2 separate regions of the Hordeum vulgare genome follow, and region 1 is linked to region 2. A link is a contact called in public Hi-C data. All regions are on one chromosome and are shown on one strand. Each heading gives the region's core, a stretch centred on a gene start, on an enhancer-like site or on the middle of the called end of the contact. The rest is flanking DNA. Distances are from core to core; before and after follow the strand shown.

Region 1 (4,025 bases), core at 410-2,909, 560 kb after region 2:
TGAATCAATCATCTAGAGCATTCATGCATGATCATCGATCACCTAGTGGCGTGATGAATCAGGTTGATCAGCGGCCTTTTGCAAGAGAAAATAAGAGAGAGAGAGATTGGTACATTGAAAAATGTGTGTGTCTCTCTCTTCCAGTCCAGCCCTCAAAGAGGGGGGCGTGACATGGAGTGTATGAGGCAGCGGCAGTTGAGTGGGTTGATGATGAGCACGCATCGGACATGAGGATTGAGTTGCAGGGCATGCACCCATCATGCATGGATGCACTAGCTAGCAATTGCAACTCCTCCCCTCCAATAGCAACGGCAGCAGCATGGAGCAGCAGCAGGCAGACAGTGCGAGTGCTGGCTCCATCTGTCTCGGCCGGCCGGCGTTCCTGCCTGACCGCATCTCCAATGATGCAGGGAGCCCCTCACGTGTGTGTCTCCTGCCTGCACCCTGCTCCTCCCCTGCTGTCTTTCAAACAAGCTAAAAAATGCAGGCCGGTCGATCCTCATCCTCTGGTGGCACGCTTAATCAGCCATCGACCTGATCGTCTCATCAGCATCAATTCATCATCATCTCCCTCCATAATTCAGTTTTCAGCAAGCATCTCCGACGACGCACGTCTACGTTTCTCCGCTGAATCTGATTCGGAAGAGAGGAAAAAACACTCGGATAAAGGCAGCAGCAGGGTTGCGGTTGGAGCAACGCACGCACGCATGAGCATGGCTTGAGCGTGCGGAACTGTTCTGATGGCGATCGCGAGTTGGTTACGCACACTTTGGTCTACAGAAGAAGAGAATCTTCTGGCCACTGGTTTAGCCACTCGATTCATCCGTTAATGCCGGTCCTAACTAAAGAAGGAGAAGAGGCCGAGGACAATCCGCAATCATGAGAAAAGAGGCGACTAACCAAGCAACCGACGTCGATCGGGTTCGATTCCGTTCCCTGTCCCGCCGGCTTTGCGCGTGATGATGAGGATCATCAGCACAACTGTAATCTTCTCCCTTTGACGTACTGTAGTAATTTGCTTCTACTCTGGTTCTCCTGCGATTCCGATGCTGATTAAATAAGGGGCCGGACCGAACAGCGTTGTAATGTCACCAGATAGTAGGAGTACTTACTTCTGTCTGATCGTTTCTGGTTTTCTACCGTGAACCCGGAACAGTGGCATCGGACCGCTGTAGCCTGTAGAAAAGTCAGCACCGCTCGACACCCCCGTGCTTGCGGCCTGTCGCGTGCGCCCTGATCCCACTACCAGCGGCGCAAATGCACAACAGTTGGATTATTGTTACGGCACAGTGCTGGTTCAGAAAGAGTTAACCACCAGCGAGACAGATGTCGGCCGTCGCAATCTCTCCATATATACCCATGCAGATGCAGGGTCAAAGTCCTGGTAATTTCACTACTCTGCACGCTGGGACGGACGGACATCGCGTAGCACGCATCTCGAGGCATGCACGTAATAAGCACTCTGATTCTCTGAAGAAGCAGGCGTTTGCTCAAAAGTAATCAGTCGGGGAGGCGGAGGATAATTTTAAGGCGAAAGGCAATCTGCTCATAATCACCGGCTTTAAGAAAGCGAAAGGAGAAAGCACATGGACATGGTGGAGGAGGAAATTAGGCTGCGCTGCGGTCATCAGAGCCTATGGACGGATGGATTATCGGGGCATCCGCGCGGCGAAAACGACAGTAACTTAGCCCGGTTTGCAGCACATGCTGGAACCTCACGTCAATCAAGCCCTCGAGCGTTTCATCGCGCTGGCTGCACTCACCGGGCAGTGTCACAAGCTAGCCAGCGCTCGCCTGCTCGGACAAAAGGAAAAAGAAAAGGAGAAGCCCAAGTATCTTTCCTATCCATGGTCGTCTGGGTCGTGTGTATATTAGGACGAAACACCTCTCCCTGTCTGTCCGGCCTTCTTTTCTTGGCTTCTCCATCACACAACCATACAAATGAGATAGACAGACAGAGAGAGAAAGAGAGAGGAGTGCGCAGCATGATGATTGATGAGTGCCGTGGAGCTGAAAGGGTGAAACGTGTCCTCGGTCCCCGTTCCCGGTTAAGGAAGATGAAGGGGAGGAAAAGAGGAGAATCGATTCGCTCGTCTCTTTCTTTATTTCTCTCTTTACCATCCATCGGAAAGTACGGCTCCAGCCCTCTATGAGTCCCGTCGACCTGATCATCGTGTTTATTTGCTTAGCGTGGATTTTCGCTCGACGGCAAATCGGTATGAGTGCGAGGTTCTGGCTACCGGGCTGAGCCTAGTACTCCTTTCATCCTAAAATAAGTGTTGCAATTTTGAGACCTAGTACTTCTTTCGTCCTAAAATAAGCGTTATAATTTTGAAACAAAGTATGTACTTTGTAGATATAAAAAATGCTACTCCCCTGATCCAAATTAATTGACACGAAACTAAAGCTGCGTCAGTTAATTTGAGAATACTACTAGTACTGTTTACACATTTGGGAGTACTACTGTTTACACATGGCCTAAAACGAAGACCATGATCTGTGTGCTAAATAGAAATATAAAATCCTGGTGCATAAAAAGGATTACTAGGATCAGTTAATTTTGAAACAATGTTTTTCTGAAGAACAAGTCATTTTCTGAAAAGTCAAAAGTTTCACCCCCCTAAAAAATGTCATGTGGTGAAGTAACTGTCACCCCGATACAGCTAAAACTGTCCAAAAATTAAAAAAAAAACAATTAAAATGTCATGCTCTCCCAGCGAACATTGGCAAGACAAAATCTCCGTAAGTAAATCTGCCTACGAGGAGGGCTGGATGGAACAGATGGGCGTAGGTTACCTTGGTGCTCCTACTCTTCACTTGTTGCCAGGTATGGTGTGGCGAACTTTGCTACACCTACGAGCAGTTTTTACGGGAAGTAGTTATGGTAATGAGATGGAGACTTTGAATTTATCATGTTTTGTGTCCCAAACTTAAATTCACAGGAAGCACACCCCCTCATGAAACTTCCGTGAGTTAAGCGTTTTTTATGGTGCGGCACGTATGCAAGGTAGTCAGAGTGGACCAACTATCGGAGCATCTCCAACCGCGTCAGAGTGGACCAACTATCGGAGCATCTCCAACCGCGTCCACAGAACGTCCCCTCAAACATCTTTTTAACCGCCGGTGTTAAAAAAACACCGAGTCGCGCTTCAAAGACGTCGTTTTGCGTCGGATTTGAACAAAACTAGCTCCAGCGACCCGAGGCCAAACCCAACCCCGGGAACGCTTGAAGGCGTCCCACGCTATTTTTGCATGTAAAACCCCCACAAGTCAGCCTCTCTGCTCACTCTCTCTCCTCTTTTCCTCACATGCCCACCACGTGCATGCACACCCGCCACGGAACAACTTCGTCCACCCGACAGCGTCGTGCGAGAGGTGGATGGAGGCGGTGGGGATGACGTTGAGGACAGCGGAGGCGACGTAGGAGACGAGCAAGTCGGCATGGAACAACACGATGTAGAGCTTGCAGAAGCAGATGTTGACCGCGTCGAGGAGGAGCGAGTCGAGGAGGGCGCTGAGCAGCGCGAGGCGGTGCCCGAACACGGCGAGGTTCCGCTGCTGCGACGGCGGGTGCGGCATGGCGAGGCGAGTGCGCAGAGGAGCGAGGCGCCCGCGAAGAAGGTGACGACGAGCGACGGTATATCTGGCCATGGGCAGCCCAACCTGGTCAGCCCGGCCCGACCAGACCTTGCCCATGGGCCGGGATCGGGCCTGATAATCAATCCCGGCGGCCGCGCCGGGACGGGGCCCATGGAAACCTGATTTTACGCTTACGTTGGGTTGGGCCTATCGGGCCTGACCTGGCTTCTTTGGGCTCGGGCCTGAGCCCAAAAATTAGGCCTGACGGACGAGCCGGGTCGGGCTCGGGCCTGGGTTTTGTACCACGGTTTTTTTAGGCCCGGCCCGGCCCGAGATATGGCCAGGTATAAGCGACCGCCTCCTCCGCGTGGGCATGGGGCGTCGAAGCAGGTAATCCTCCGGCGACGAGGTTGAAGACGACGAAGCAGGCGTAGAGGGGCGTGACT
Region 2 (4,089 bases), core at 635-3,134:
CCCTTTTAATCAATTGAGGTGCTCAATTTTGGATTTGATTCATGATTTTGATTGGGTCTACTATTTCTTGACGAGCTCTCTTATTCACTTGAGGTATTCAATTTTAAATTTATACGATTTCATAAATTAATCGCCAGCAACCAGCATGTAAATACATAAGCCATGTGCACCCTCTCACCATCAAAAAGAACATACCAATCCCCATAACATACATTTTTTCTCGGAATCATCTAATTCACTATGCATCCTAATTTTGGACCCCTCTCATTCAATTTAGGCTTTCAATTTTGGGTTTAATTTATACTTTTAACCTAATCAACTATTTCTCAACAAGCCCTTTCATTCAGGTGGCGTATTCAACTTTCGATTTGATTGATCAATGACTTTTGAAGAATATTTATATGAATGGAATATGATCCCAACACTCTCAACACAGAGACCCCTCTTTATAGCGGGGCTTCACGACGACTCAGATAAAATTGAAAAACTTCCGAGTATTCAACACCAAAACATTAATCATGCAATGCACTTTGAGCACCCCTTAGGTTTCTACACTTCTAGGAGGGGAGCATTGATCTTACCTCACCATTCAAAACGTCATCAACAAGTTTTTATGGTGCATATGCACCAACACAAAACCGGTGGTCCAGTGGTGTGGGATCCCACGAGCTCGTAAGTTTTGCTTCACACTACTCTATATGTTGATCATGTGATTATTTTGCTCTATGTTGCATTGTGTTGATCATGTGATTGTATTTCTTCACTGGCCCGACCTTTGCGATGACGTTGTAAAGAAAAATGAGGGCAAAGCCATTCATGATGTTTCATTGTTGGAGCAAGTTGAATGCCCAAAGTAAGTGGAGTGATATCGTGTTCTCCATCAAGACCGCCAACACTTTAGGGTACGAAGTTTGGTGAAACAAACGATGAATTGGAGGAGGGCTTGCAACGGCCACCGTGTGACAAGGTCGAGCGAGAAGAAATATGAGAATGAGAAGGAGAAGCGTGAATGGATGGTGACCAAGATGACAAAGAAGTGGACATCATGTTTTTTTGCAGGTAGAGAGGACATCATGTTAAAGAAAAATGAGGCAAATGCCACTGAGAAAAAGCGAAGATGTTTAACATGTTCATGGATATGGATATGCAAAACAAAAAGATGCGCCTTGAGGAGAGGAAGCTTGCGGTCAAGCAAACGTGTGCGGAGTCCAAGATCTTACTAGCGGAGCTACAACAAGATTGAAAGGGCTCTGGCCCGTCCAGCGTGTAAGATTTTTTTAAAGCATAATCATATCTTTGGTCATAGAGCACAAGCCCAATAACTATTTCTATCAATCAGCCCGTCCAACTATTTGGATCAAGCTCCGTGAGTGCAAGCTCTTGTATGTGAAGGCCGGTGACTTGAATCCCGAGGTGACAAAATTTGTGCACCAATAGCATAACAACATCTTTACACACTATGCAAAGGTAAAAAAAAGAGTCATTTGGTTCGACCACTCAGTCCCTTTGTTTGATGGATGCGAACTATGAAACTTATTATACATACTAACTATGTAGTTGAAATGCTACTGATCGAGAAAATTAACTCAATAAAGAAAGAGAAAAGACCAAATAAATAAAGAATATTTGAGGAATAACGTTAAACGTCCTTCGCCCGACCAAATGCCCGTAAACATTTGAAAATGTCCGTTAACGGGAGATGCCCTGGAGGCCGTCTTCATCACTCTTTCAGCAGCACAAGCATGCCCGTGAGTCATGAAAAGAAGATCGGATCGGATCGGATCGGATCGGAGCCGTCCATTGCCATCCCCACGCAGTCCGTTCATGCCTCCCTTCCGCCCAGTCTCCGTTCTCCCGTGATTCCATTTTCCACCTATAAAAATGGGGGGTATGCACGGAGACTCGCCTCAGCGCCGGCCACGCGCGCTCACCCCCTCCGCGCGAGCCGCCCGCCGTCCTCCGCCGCCAGCTTCAATCCCAACAACAGGTTGTCTCCACCTCTCATCCACCTTTCTCTCTCCTGCTCCCGCAGCTGGGTAAATCCGATCGACAAAGAGGCCGCTAAGATACAGGCATGGCTCGCGACCTTGAGACGAGTAGAAGGATGCGCCCGCCCTTTTCCGAGACGGCGAAAAACGACCGGCGACGGCGGGTAAGCGGGCGGCGTGGGGTCCCGCCGATCTCCCACCCACCTTCCTTGACCAGGCGAGTGCGCCTCGGCAGCTAAAGGCGCCGGTGATTAGACTCGGTTCACAATTAGTTTAGTGTCCATGTCAAAAAGGCCAGCGCCTTTTCACTAGCTTCTCCTCTGGAGATGCATTTGTTTATCCAGTAGCAGCCTAATTAGCAGACGCCACATGTTTCGCTAAGCATCGTGCTGATTGAAATGGTGCTGTCACCTAGTATCTACTAGTACTTAATTATTTCACTGGTTAGTTAGCTCTTCTGTTAAATTCTGGTGGTGGCTCCACCGATTGGCTCTTCTTTTGGATTTTGATCCCACTGATTGGCTATTGTTTTCTTGGCTCGTCGTTGTTGCTTTCAGTGCCCTATCCCTGCGTATGATCACTGATCAGTACTTCAGTATAGTTAGTTCAGTACCCCCATGTGTACGTGCTCTTGTTTCAGTGTTCTTTATGTGCCCTTCAGAAACTGATCAGCACATAACCAGTTATGTTATTCACCTTTTGTTAACATTTTGAGCTATGGTATTTTTTCTTCTTCTTACTTTCTGAACTTTGCTGGGCACTACTAAATGTTTTGAACTCGTTGGGATTGACTAGAGAAATGAATTTGTGAAATTTCAAAAAGATTTTCCACGACCTTGTGCAGTACCAATATGTTTTTATGTGATTGGTCCAGCTTCAGCCAACAAGTATACCCCCAATCTATCTCTTTGTCCTGCTCATTGTCTGGTTCCTATTGCTTCCTGATTTTATAAGGCATGGATTGGTGGCAGTTGATTTTGAAAAACTACTCTCTTTTTCTCCTGCAGTGCTCTTACATCTCTTGTAGCTAGCTGGAAAAGCGAGCTTGCATGATGGACGACTCTTCAACTAGGAGCCATGTTTCTGAGGGGAATCGTATGGGCTATGTAAGAAGTGAATCCATGGATTCCACTGGCCATCCTTCGGCTGCTAGGTCAGGCTCACTGCTAAGTAGGAGAAGTAGCAGGCCCAGTTCAAGGGGATCCATCAGCCTCTCTCGCGAGATGGGGGACTCGATCCTGAACTCAATGAGGCATTCCCTTCAGTCAGCAGACCAGTTGCTAGGTGACGCCGATAGCTCGGCTTTGGCTCAGGTCATTGACAGTGGTGACCGAGTGCTGGTGTTGGAAGACGAGCCTGATGAAGATACATCAAATACCTTGGATCAGCATAAGCTTGGTCCTATCCGAGATAATCGAATCCATGGCTACAGCTCACATGGCACAGGTGTGCCAGCGCCTGAATCTTCTGTGGAGCCAAAGGGCGAGAGCCAATCAGTCAAGGTACAGAATTGTTAATCAAAGGATTATGCTTTCCAGTATTATTGCAAGGCTGTACGTTCTGCTATATATTCTGAAATGAACATGTCTATGCTTTCCTGCAGGTTGAACAATATATGCTTTCTCGGAGGCTAGATTATGCTTCTTACCTGATCCATTTAGCTGCATTTGGATTATTTGGGGTAACTCTCAAACACATTGTCTACTGTTGTTTGTATTAGGTATTAATTACTAAGTGATCTTCTTTAGTGTACATAAATGTCGTGAAAGAACGATGGAAGTTCAGGGGACATTTTTACTTTAAGCCCATGCATGCCTTCAGAAAACATTTACCGTTGTAGTTGTACCATCCCTTTCCATTCCCGTAATTACATCTTCTATATCCAAATTAGGTATTTACAAGGTACGGGCTCCAAAAGCTGTTCGGCCCAGGCTGCCTGGCACTCACCTCCAACCAAAGCCCGTTGTACCTTGATCTTCCATCAAACATGGTATGTTCTATCCTGTACATGCTCAAGTAAAAAACCACCAGGGATTTGGGCTATACTGACACATGTTAATGCCCAAATGTTTGTGCATCAGCTAGGATCCTTCCTGATGGC

Evidence for each region. Hi-C and Micro-C count contacts between places; a contact is called where the count stands out from the background.
Region 1: a Hi-C map of seedling shows a contact between it and region 2, with 2.3 times the contacts expected there. The contact joins the enhancer-like site here to the promoter of LOC123438891 in region 2. A contact is called at or near these places in 2 of 6 Hi-C or Micro-C datasets (leaf and seedling).

Annotation. Positions count from the first base shown.
Region 1 is chr1H:381,112,717-381,116,741 of MorexV3_pseudomolecules_assembly, forward strand. No RefSeq gene overlaps it. Among protein-coding and RNA genes, the nearest start is that of LOC123423698, 12 kb to the right of the region's middle. Within about 2 kb of position 1,660, at least 3 of the 3 cell types and tissues checked have open chromatin away from gene starts, as enhancers often do. A contact at or near this core is called in leaf and seedling, where this site is marked.
Region 2 is chr1H:380,550,020-380,554,108 of MorexV3_pseudomolecules_assembly, forward strand. LOC123438891 reads left to right here and starts at 1,885. Exons shown (of 7, transcript XM_045115811.1): 1 at 1,885-1,987; 2 at 2,996-3,490; 3 at 3,592-3,669; 4 at 3,880-3,978; 5 at 4,070-4,089. The coding sequence starts at 3,038.